2 separate regions of the Anser cygnoides genome follow, and region 2 is linked to region 1. A link is a contact called in public Hi-C data. All regions are on one chromosome and are shown on one strand. Each heading gives the region's core, a stretch centred on a gene start, on an enhancer-like site or on the middle of the called end of the contact. The rest is flanking DNA. Distances are from core to core; before and after follow the strand shown. Region 1 overlaps NTAQ1 (N-terminal glutamine amidase 1). Region 2 holds the start of KLHL38 (kelch like family member 38).

Evidence for each region. A called contact is a pair of places that touch in the nucleus more often than the background predicts.
Region 2: a contact with region 1 is called in a Hi-C map of liver, with 2.0 times the contacts expected there. The contact joins the promoter of KLHL38 here to the enhancer-like site in region 1. A contact is called at or near these places in 4 of 7 Hi-C or Micro-C datasets (granulosa cells and liver).

What each region holds. Positions count from the first base shown.
Region 1 is chr2:151,427,200-151,432,379 of Taihu_goose_T2T_genome, reverse strand. NTAQ1 (N-terminal glutamine amidase 1) reads right to left here. Exons shown (of 5, transcript XM_066990719.1): 5 at 3,919-4,219. The coding sequence ends at 4,086. Among named protein-coding and RNA genes, the nearest start is that of NTAQ1, 11 kb to the right of the region's middle. Within about 2 kb of position 2,214, at least 2 of the 3 cell types and tissues checked have open chromatin away from gene starts, as enhancers often do. A contact at or near this core is called in liver, where this site is marked.
Region 2 is chr2:151,495,049-151,499,629 of Taihu_goose_T2T_genome, reverse strand. KLHL38 (kelch like family member 38) reads left to right here and starts at 1,581. Exons shown (of 4, transcript XM_013185054.3): 1 at 1,581-1,774; 2 at 2,326-3,798. The coding sequence starts at 2,449. It overlaps LOC125180358 (a long non-coding RNA gene), which reads right to left and starts at 2,580. Exons shown (of 3, transcript XR_010828785.1): 1 at 2,443-2,580.

The DNA.
Region 1 (5,180 bases), core at 965-3,464:
CTGCTGCTGGGACCAACGTGAGGGGAACACGGTGCTGCTGCCCCCGGCCAAGAGCCAGGCTGCTCGGCCTTCCCCAGCCCTTCGTCCCCTGCACCTCAGGACCGAGCTGCTCGGGCTCCGTTTACTGCGTAGCAGCTCCCTGGAACAAGGCGTTTGAAAACATCTTCTGGCTAGACACATACCTTAGCATATTAAAAGGTATTTTTAGTACCTCTGGCAGAACGGATCAAACTCTGCTTTCAGCTCTACTAATATAACTCTGTGGACTTTGCTGGCATCACCTCGTATTCGTACCGAGGTAGCAGCTGGTCAAAGTTAGTTTGCTAAATAGTTGTGTTTATTTCACACAAGACAAAAAAAAAAAAAAAAAAACAAGCACAGAAAAACACCAGTGGGGTTCCTGATGTACAGCAGGCTGGGGTTTTTGTGCTAGGAGCGTGACTCGGGCTGGTAGATGTTCCATTTGCTGAAGAAACAGCAGCACACAGCATGGGCAAAACACGCCGAACGTTGCCACCCGAGTTTGCGATGACTTTGTTTTTGCACGGGTATAAATATAACCATGACCATTTCATACAGCAAAGTACTCTGTGATGAGTACATGAGTACAGTATAAATAGCCTTACTGATTACAGGGGCTATAAACACGGGCTGGAAACCCTTGTTTCCCCCCTGCAAGTCGGAAGCCATGGCAGTGGAGGGAGGTTTTACAGCTAAATAGTTAAAAGCCGCGGCAGAGCGGTTTCTCTGGAGGGCTCCGAGCGCGAAGCTGGTGCTCTGCCATCCGACCAGCCACGCCGAGGCGGTGGGAAGCGTGCCACCACAATTACACACTCGGAAGAGGGGAAGGCCGAGCTAACTACCATATTCTTACTGTGTAGGCCGGTTCAAAAAAAAAAAAAAAAAAAAAAACATATAATGATTCCTGCCTTATTGCAGCGTTCGGGTTCCAGATATAGCCCTGCATGGGAAGGCAGGTATGACGTTGAACGGAGCCAAATGAGCATTTCCTGCTTTTAAGTCCTGTAATGTCAGGAATCCGGCTCGCTGGAAACACCCTGCTCATCACACTCAACAATGCCACCGCCCTCGGGCCTTGCGAGCGACGGTCCACAGCTCGGGTCCTTTGCATGCTTGTTTTCGGCGGTGCGAAACCAAGCTCTGTGTGCCTCCTGCATGGGAAGTGGCTTAGCTCACCCAGAAACTCAGGGACTTGCCAGAGGCCTTAGATAACTAGGCAAGATTTGTTTTAGCTGCCCTCAGTATCCAAGGTATTTCCTACTGTAAGTATAAGGAAACATTGAGGACACTTGAGCTGCCATATTTGTTTATCTTAGGTCAAACCGGGGAGATTTTCCAGAACCACTGCTGCAGCTGCACTTTGAGAGGCTGCATTTGCAGCGAGTGTTTCTCTGCTGACTCCATGATCACAAAAAAGCCTTGCTCAGATCTTCGCCGAGCGCTGAGCTCCACGGGGAAGGGCGCGTGCAGCTGCTGAGCAAAGCTGCGCAGATGCCTCCAGACACTCACTCTCCGGGTATGCTTCATTAACCTTGACCTCAGCTGGGCCAGCGCCTGGGCACGGGGGAAGCCAGGAGGGAGAAGAAAATCACCGGCGTTCGCTCCCTCAAATTTCTGAGCAGGTGATTACCGCAGGCGGACGTCGAGACGGGTTTCGCCTTGAGCTTCCCCGAGCCTGCAAATCCGAAGCACCCTAGGAGGGCAACCCCACCAAACGCGGAGCCAGCTTCTCGGGTGCTGGGGGCTACGGCAAGGACCCGGCGGGGTTTTCACGCCTCCTGCCTGCTCCTTGCTGTGTCCTTCAATCCACCGCCCGCGTTTGCTGGAAAGGCAGGGAGAAAGGAGAAAACAACAACCATGCTGCACCGTAAAATAGGGAAATTCGGCCCAATTCATTCTAACAACAGAAAAGCAGACCCTAGAGCTGACCGTTTTTACAGCACATGGTTGCAGCAGCGCCGTGCTTCGCAGCACGCGTGAGGTCCTGGCTGGATGACGAGCGGGCGAGCAGGGAAGGGCCCCGCAGGCCAAAATGTTCCGATCCGGGCTCTGATCCTGGAATCTGATTCACACAAGTGCAGCCCGGTGCCTCCCAGCCGCTCACTTAATAGCGCGGGTCGGATTGCAGCGTCCTGGGTGCCTAAATTTAGCCCCCGAAATCCATATATCGATTAGTTTGACGTTCTAAGGTGCCATGCACCCATTTCGGTAGGAATTACGAACGCCGGTCTGATCCAAAGGCTTGGTAGTTTGAAGGCCTTGGCACGTTCCTCGATGTCCTTAGGGGCCCAGGCAGTCAAGGGCAACGCATAACCCACTGCCCCAGCCCCGCAAGACACCCATCACCTCTGCGCCGCTGTCGGGATGATTTGTTTTGAGCTGTAACAGCACCCAGCAGGCCGTGCCGGCGGGGAGCTGGCCGCACGCTTGCTGCGTGCTGACTGCTCTCTCTGCTGGCCAACCGAAAAATTTTATTTCCACGAGACAGACCTGCAGAAACGCAGATATGCACCAAGAAAACGCATGTCAGAAAAAAAGAGCTTTTTTTCCCCTAAGGTCCCAAACAGGCAAATAAAAGAGGTTGGATTGAATAAATGATATTCTTAATGAAAAAGAAGCAGCAGAGGAGAACGAGGCAGGACAGGCGTGGGTCTTCTATCCCGTCGCAGCTTACTGCATCCGCAGTTTGGGGGAAGTGAGAGGACCTAGCTGTGGGACAGGGTGCCCCCAGCGCGGATGTAAGGCCGTCAGGGCTCACACATTTCCAGCAGCGAACGTGCTAGAGAATTTCCAGTGACCACCAGCACACACAAGCCAGGAGAAAGCAGGACTGCGAGGAACTTTCTTCTGTTTTTTCAATGCCTAACTCAAGGGTTCAGAAAGTCCAAAAAGCCACCACACAGGGACTCTCAGCACATAAATACTGTAATAATAGTGGACAACAGAAAGTCGGGAGGACTTCTCTGTGGGAAAGGAGAAGCTAGAGAGTGATTAAAGAGAGAAAGGAATGTTTCTTCATGTTGATTTTTAACTTGTACATTCCGAATAATGGTTGTCTCTGTTCTCCTTAACAGCCTTCATCCTGAAATCAGACTGAACTTGGCAAATTCTCGTATCTGAGCCTCACTAAAGGGAGCGTGCCGCGGATTTCAGCCGCCAGGAACCAGGTCAGGATGGTAGCTCACGAGTTTAACCAAGAGGCAAACTCATGTCTGGAGGGACGAAAACCTGATGTCCTGCAACAGCTTAACGGCTCCGCTGAGCAACGCCCAGGTGCTGGGTTTATGTGGCAAGGGTTTGGTAGTGGGGGGAGCTGCAGGGGGTGGCCTCTGTGAGCAGAGCCCAGCAGCTGCCCCATGGCAGATCAGAGCCAGCTCCAGCTGCTCCACTGGGACCCACCCCTGGCCATATTACCTTACATTATCTTTTAAATTTTTATATTTTTCTGTACACCCAGATAAAACAAGCCATTTACACTTAACACCTTTACCGTGCTTTTCCTCGCCAAGACTGAAACGCGTCACAAACGTTTGCTGTAGTCTCGGTCCTTCCATGGGGCAGTCCTGCACGTCCCCTTCCCCCCAGCCGGGTGTTCCTGCCGCTGTCCTTATGCCACCAACAGCAGCTGCCTGACCTCCTGGCAAGCTGGCTCAAGGAGCTAAAGGGAAGAAAAAAACCTTCACTTCTTTCTCTCAGTTTAGCTCCCTATAAAAACGCGGCAGCAGTTAGCAGTACGAGCTACCTCGTTCAGTAGTTTATTTTTTCCCAAAGCTTTTCTTACAGCGTTTAAACGCTCTTCTCAATGCGGGCATAGTAGGTGGCAAAGCAATCCGTTTATGGTGGGATGTCAACCTCTGATTTGACGTATTAGAAAAAAAAAACAAGTTCACTCTTAAGTAATAAAAATAAAAGACTTTATTCAGTTCAGGGTACATTGGGTATTCTGTTTGCCCAAACGTTTATTCCATATAAAGGAATGTAAACCATTCATAAATACAATGTAAGAGCAGCAAAACAAATCAAACCGACTGACAACTGCAGCAGAACGAACTTCTTTGTTTACTTCACTGTCCTTTCAAGGAGTAGCTGTAATTAGTCAGTCTGCCAAACCGACGCACAAAGTCCGATAAGGGGAGCACTGAGCCCCAGCCCACTTTGGGATTCATACTGATGAAATCATCCAAGTTCATCTTGGAGTCTAAAAAAAAAAGGGAAGAGAAGCAAAACGTCAGAGTTCCTGATTCAGCTTCTGTAGCACATACAGCTATTATGAAAAGCCCAAGAAAAAAAAAAAAACATTTGAAAGTTTAACTCAAAGCAGTTCATAGCACGCTTGCTGAGCAGCAGCCCAACAACTCCGCAGACCGGACGGTGCTACCAGAACCTCTATTTCCAGCGCCTGCAATGTGGCGTTTGTCCTGAACCCCCCCCTTCTGCCCACGGCAGTAATCCCATTACCTGATCGGTAAGCCTCATTAGTCTTTAGGAACAGCGTGCATAAGATTTTATTTTTCCCTGCAACAGCAGCCTGGAAGAGTTGAGGAGCATCAGAGAACTGGAGTGCAGACAACAACCCAAACAGGGAGCTGCGAAGCACCAGGTGCCTCGCAGTCCCTGCCCTTGCACAAACCCGGCTGCTCGAGGCAGGGGAGCTGTTCCCCCGCAGCCAGCCGAGCCAGGGAGCTTCTGCAGCGACAAAAACGGACCGGCCACAGCAGCAGCCACAACAGGGAGCTGCCTGGCATCTTTCAGAAGCCTCTTGGCAAACCCAGAGTTTGTTACTCCCCAGGCTGCTTACGCTGGTGCTTTCTTTCCTTCCAGCCCCAAACTGTCTTTGCTGCACGCTGGCCCAGCCCCGCAAGGCAGGGAGAAACCTCTGACACGGCCCAGCCGGGAGCCTGGAGGGAGGCTCAGGCTGAGAGGGCACAAACCTCAGCTGGGGGCAAACGCTTTTTTTTTTTTTTTTTTCTTTTTGTCTCCTGAACCGCTTCAGGTCGTCAGAGAGGGAAAGGTTAATTGCCGTGTTTTCAAGAGAAAAGCAAGGAGTTTGGCCTCTCCCCGCAGGAGAGGCAGAAACCATTCTGCCCCAGCTGCGGATCCCACACTGCTCAGCAGAACTTGCTGGTCTGTGGCTTGGGGTTTAGGCACCTCGTGTCTCT
Region 2 (4,581 bases), core at 332-2,831, 68 kb before region 1:
CTCAGCTGGCCTTCAGGCACGTTACCATGTTGCTGGGCTGGGTGACGAAGTCCCTGGGAAAGGCCACATATGGCACGGCCTGTCATGCAAAGCTGCTGTTTTTAGAGGACAGGGCTGCCCCCATCCCCACGGTCTCTGCTGGGACACAGTGCGGAGGCAGGAGCGCATGGCGGGCTGCGGAGGCTAACGCCACGCGGGGGTTGACACGAGGGCACAGCGGCTCCCAGTGATTTTCGTTCATCTGCCTCGCGGTGACCAGACGCAGACATCACTCACCAGTGAGCCTTGGCTTTGAGAACATGAGAAGAGTTGTGCTTTAACCTCGTATTTCCCTCTAGCTGCGGCGCTTAGGAGTGGTGTTTTGGATCCAGTCCCATCCCAAAACAAAGGCAGGAACTGCAGCATTGACAAGGGGCCTGCGTCAGTCACCCACGGGGCAGCCAATGCCATTTTTCCTGAAATGCCCAGAATATCGGCACAGAGCTGGGACACATTACACAGGACCTGCTGGAGATCCTGGCCCTTCTGTGGGGCCAGTCGGGGATGTGGAGGATCCTCTGGTGGCATGAAGTGCTCAACTGATCCAAGCCCTGGGAATGGATTTAGGCTCATCATCGCAGATACCTGCGTGGTAGTGTCAAACAGACACCTACACATGACCAAGGCAGCTGTGCACCTACAGCCAGTGGAGGTTTAGTCAGAGGTGCCTGGAGGACGATTCACCCACCCAAACACAGGTGGTGCTTGTTGGTCACCTGGATAACTCCGAGGCTGTATTGACCAGGCCTCAGGAGCTGCAAAGGGAGCTCAGACACGTTGTTCGCTTGCAGACATCTGCAGTTAAAGGCCCAAACGAGGTGTCTGCAGTGAGGAGCCTGGGGACTGGTCACCTCAGGTGATTTTCTAGCTTGCTGCCCTCACTTCGACAAACTAATCCACTTTTCCCAACAACGCTCACTTTCATCAAGGCACCTGCAATGTTTCTTTGTTAAGGGTTTCAGAGAGCTGAAGTCCTTACAGAAAAAGCCACAACCTGTTATTTTCTGTATCAAGTATCAAGGGGCATAAATTGCTCCAAGAGAGAACTTCTATCTCTGTTTCTCCCTGCCCACGCTAGGTGCCCTGGGTATGGAGTCCCTGTGCACCAAACATCTCCCACCCACCCACCGGCTCAGACCACAACGGGCAGGTGCTCCCCAGGCCTGTCCATAAGGTGGAGACACGATCCGCCACACCAGGAGCCCTGGAGGCCCTTCTTTCTCCATGAAAATACGTGACAGTGCATCACCTAGCGCAAGGCATTGCAGACTGTTTACAGGCTTCTCGAGTTCCCAGGCACTTTAGGACAGGGTCCTGTTGCTGTTTCCAAACGGACAGCCAGGACTTTTATAAGTGAACTTTCCTCTCCGTGTCTATTTATTATATGTAAACATTTGCCAGAAAAACACCACTTGGGCATGCTCAGTACCGGCCAGGTCATTGCAAAAGGCAACGGCGGCGTCACATGTGATAACAGTGAGAAGCCCATATGTGCCTATTCTTAGCCCTGGAATGTATACAATGCCCCACCGCCTTGCGCTCCTGCACAAAGCTCCCGAAAGCGGCAAAAGTGACTTCAGAATAAACACGTCCAGAAATCACCCTCTATGAATCACTTACCTACTGAAAGAAACGTCCTGTGGGTTTATAGTTTTTATCCAGGCTCTAGCTATGGAAAATCTCAGCAGAGAATAAGCGACAGAGAGTAAGTGCATGCAGGGAAGGACAACAGAAGGTAAATGTTTCTACCGTATGATTTCACTGCAGATTGAGCAGTTAGTCATGAAATACTCGTCAAATTGTTCTGCCTGGCAGTTAATTTAGTCATTGTGTGTCTGATTAACATGAAAAAAAAAAAAACCACAGCTAAGCAGAGTTAACAAATAACTGTTTTAATGCAGATTCCCAGTCTCTAGGGTTTAGTTTGCCCTGCTGCAGAGTTCAGCTCTGCCAGATTTACATTCTTTGGGAATGACTAACTCTAGGCGAAAGAGGCGCAAGTTACTAAACTGCTAATACTTTAAAACAGTGAATAAATGTCTAAGCACATTTATTCAATGTGATTAAAATGAACAACCCAGTTGCTTCAGCAGTTCAGCTTTCATCCCAAATCAGCAAGATAACTTCAGTGCTTTTGCTTCTTGCCAGGGACGCAGGCGATGCTGACCCCAGAGTTGCAACCTATCTGACAAATTTATAAAAATTTTAAAGGGTCTTAGTGACCTTTTAGCCTCTTTATTATTTTCCCACTGTGCCTAACCCATGTTCCATTTTTATGCATAACAGCAAACGAATATTTAGAGCAACATCAAAGTCCTGATTTGTTCCCTCGAAGCTGGATATTTCAATAAAAGCTGCTAAGAATTTGTTTTTTCTGCCAAGTCCAGAATTCATCTCTCTTACTTTGCTATGGAGGAGGGATCTGCTGAGGAGTTCCTCTTCAAAGACCAGGACTTCTCCTCCGAACTGCTGAGGCAGCTGAATGCTCTGCGGCAGAGCAGGATGCTGACTGATGTTACTCTCTGCTCTGGGGGCTTTGAAGTCCCCTGCCACCGAAATGTGCTGGCTTCCAGCAGCCCGTACTTCAAGGCAATGTTCTGTAACAACTTCAAAGAGAGTCACCAGGCTAAAGTCATCCTGAAGGGCATTGATGCTGAGATTTTGGACCAGATTATCCTTTACATTTACACAGGGGAGATTCTCATATCCGCCGAGAATGTCTTGTGCCTCTTGGAGACGGCGTCCATGTTGCAGTATGCTAAGCTGTTTGAGGCCTGCTCTGCCTACCTCCAAGACAAGCTGACTCCTGACAACTGTCTGAGCATGATCAGACTGTCAAAAATCTTGAACTGCCAAAGCCTGAATAAGAAAGCCAAGGCTATGGCTTTGAAATGCTTTCCTGAGGTGGCCTCTTCTGAGGACCTGAAGGACCTCTGTCCTTTGGAGCTCCTTGATTACCTTGGGGACGATGACCTCTGCGGGGAGGAGGAGCAGGTCTTTGAGACACTGATGGTCTGGATCCGGCATGACCTCCAGGCAAGACAAGGCTACATCCAAGACTTGTTCAAGAAGGTCCGGCTTCAGTACGTCCACCCAACTTTCCTTTTCCATTTCATCGCCAATGACTCCCTTGTTCAGTCTTCACCCACTTGCAGGAGCATTCTCGAATCGACCTGGAGACAGATGTTTTCCTTGTACAGCACCAACGCACCCGACATCAAGCCCATGGTGCACGTTCCTCGCAGGTACTCCAACCAAGAGTTCCTCATCATCGTTGGTGGCAGGAAGGACAACAAGCAGACCACAAGGGATGTCCTGCTCTACGATGACAAGACCAACCAATGGCTAAGCCTGGCCAAACTTCCCGTGCGCCTCTACAAACCCTCTGCAGTGAGCTTACACAGCAGTATTTATGTGCTTGGAGGGATGCCTGTTAGCAATAAGAAAAGCCCAGTCAGTGATAATATTTACATTTACTCCCTCAAACTCAATCAGTGGAGGTTGGTTGAGCCCATGTTAGTTCCACGTTACTCCCACAGAAGCTTGGCATATAAAAATTATATTTTATCATTTGGCGGAATTGGTGAAAACCAAGAAATCCTGAATTCCGTGGAAAGATACGACAGCATCTACAACACCTGCGAGAGCATGGCAAACATGCCTGTTGCTGTCCTTCACCCTGCTGTTGCTGCTAAAGACCAGAGGGTCTACCTCTTTGGGGGAGAAGACATTATGCAAAACCCCGTTCGGCTTATCCAGGTAACAGTCAGTCTTGCTTGTCAGAGGCAGTTTCATCTAAAGTATTCAGTGGTTCATCACCTTGATGAGGGAATCAAACCCTCAAAAAAACTTTATTGTGAGTTGCAGCAACAGGCAAGATGAGTTGACACGCTGCTTCAGGGAAGGCTTGTCTGTGAGAACAGTTGCAATTCTTTCATTCTCCCCCTTGAATGTTTTTCAGGCACGAGCCCTGAGACCCCTCCTCAGGTGCCAGCTCTGTGCAGGCGAGTTGCTTCCCACAGAGGTCCTGGAAGTTCCCGTGGGTAATGCTACAGCAGGCTACAACTGACCTCCGTGCCTATCTCCATCTCACCAAAATCAGTGCTTGCTGTTTGGCCAGCATGCAGCTGAGCTGGGGTCTCAGCTGCGCACCTGCTCCCTCGCAATGACAGCAAAGATGCCAGTTTGAGATCATTAGAGCAATTAGACTCTCACTCATCAAAAGGCCAGAGCTTAAACTGACAGTTATTTCACATAAACAGTTGTGTTAAAAGCGTGGGTCCTGCCACATGTTGCTGGATCTCTGCCTGCTTTCAGTGGTTAAAGTATATTAGGAGGAAAAAAGACATGAAATCCTTCCTTATCTGATCTGAAGCGTTAGCAACGCAATGTTACTTTCTCCTTGAGTGTTTTTCAGTGGTTTAGGTAATTTAACTAAGAAGCATCATTAGCAGCCAAGATGGCAACCAGCACACGAGCAATACTTATTTACGATGATAACTCTACTTAATTATCAGGGGAAAGGAAATATCTTTTTCAATG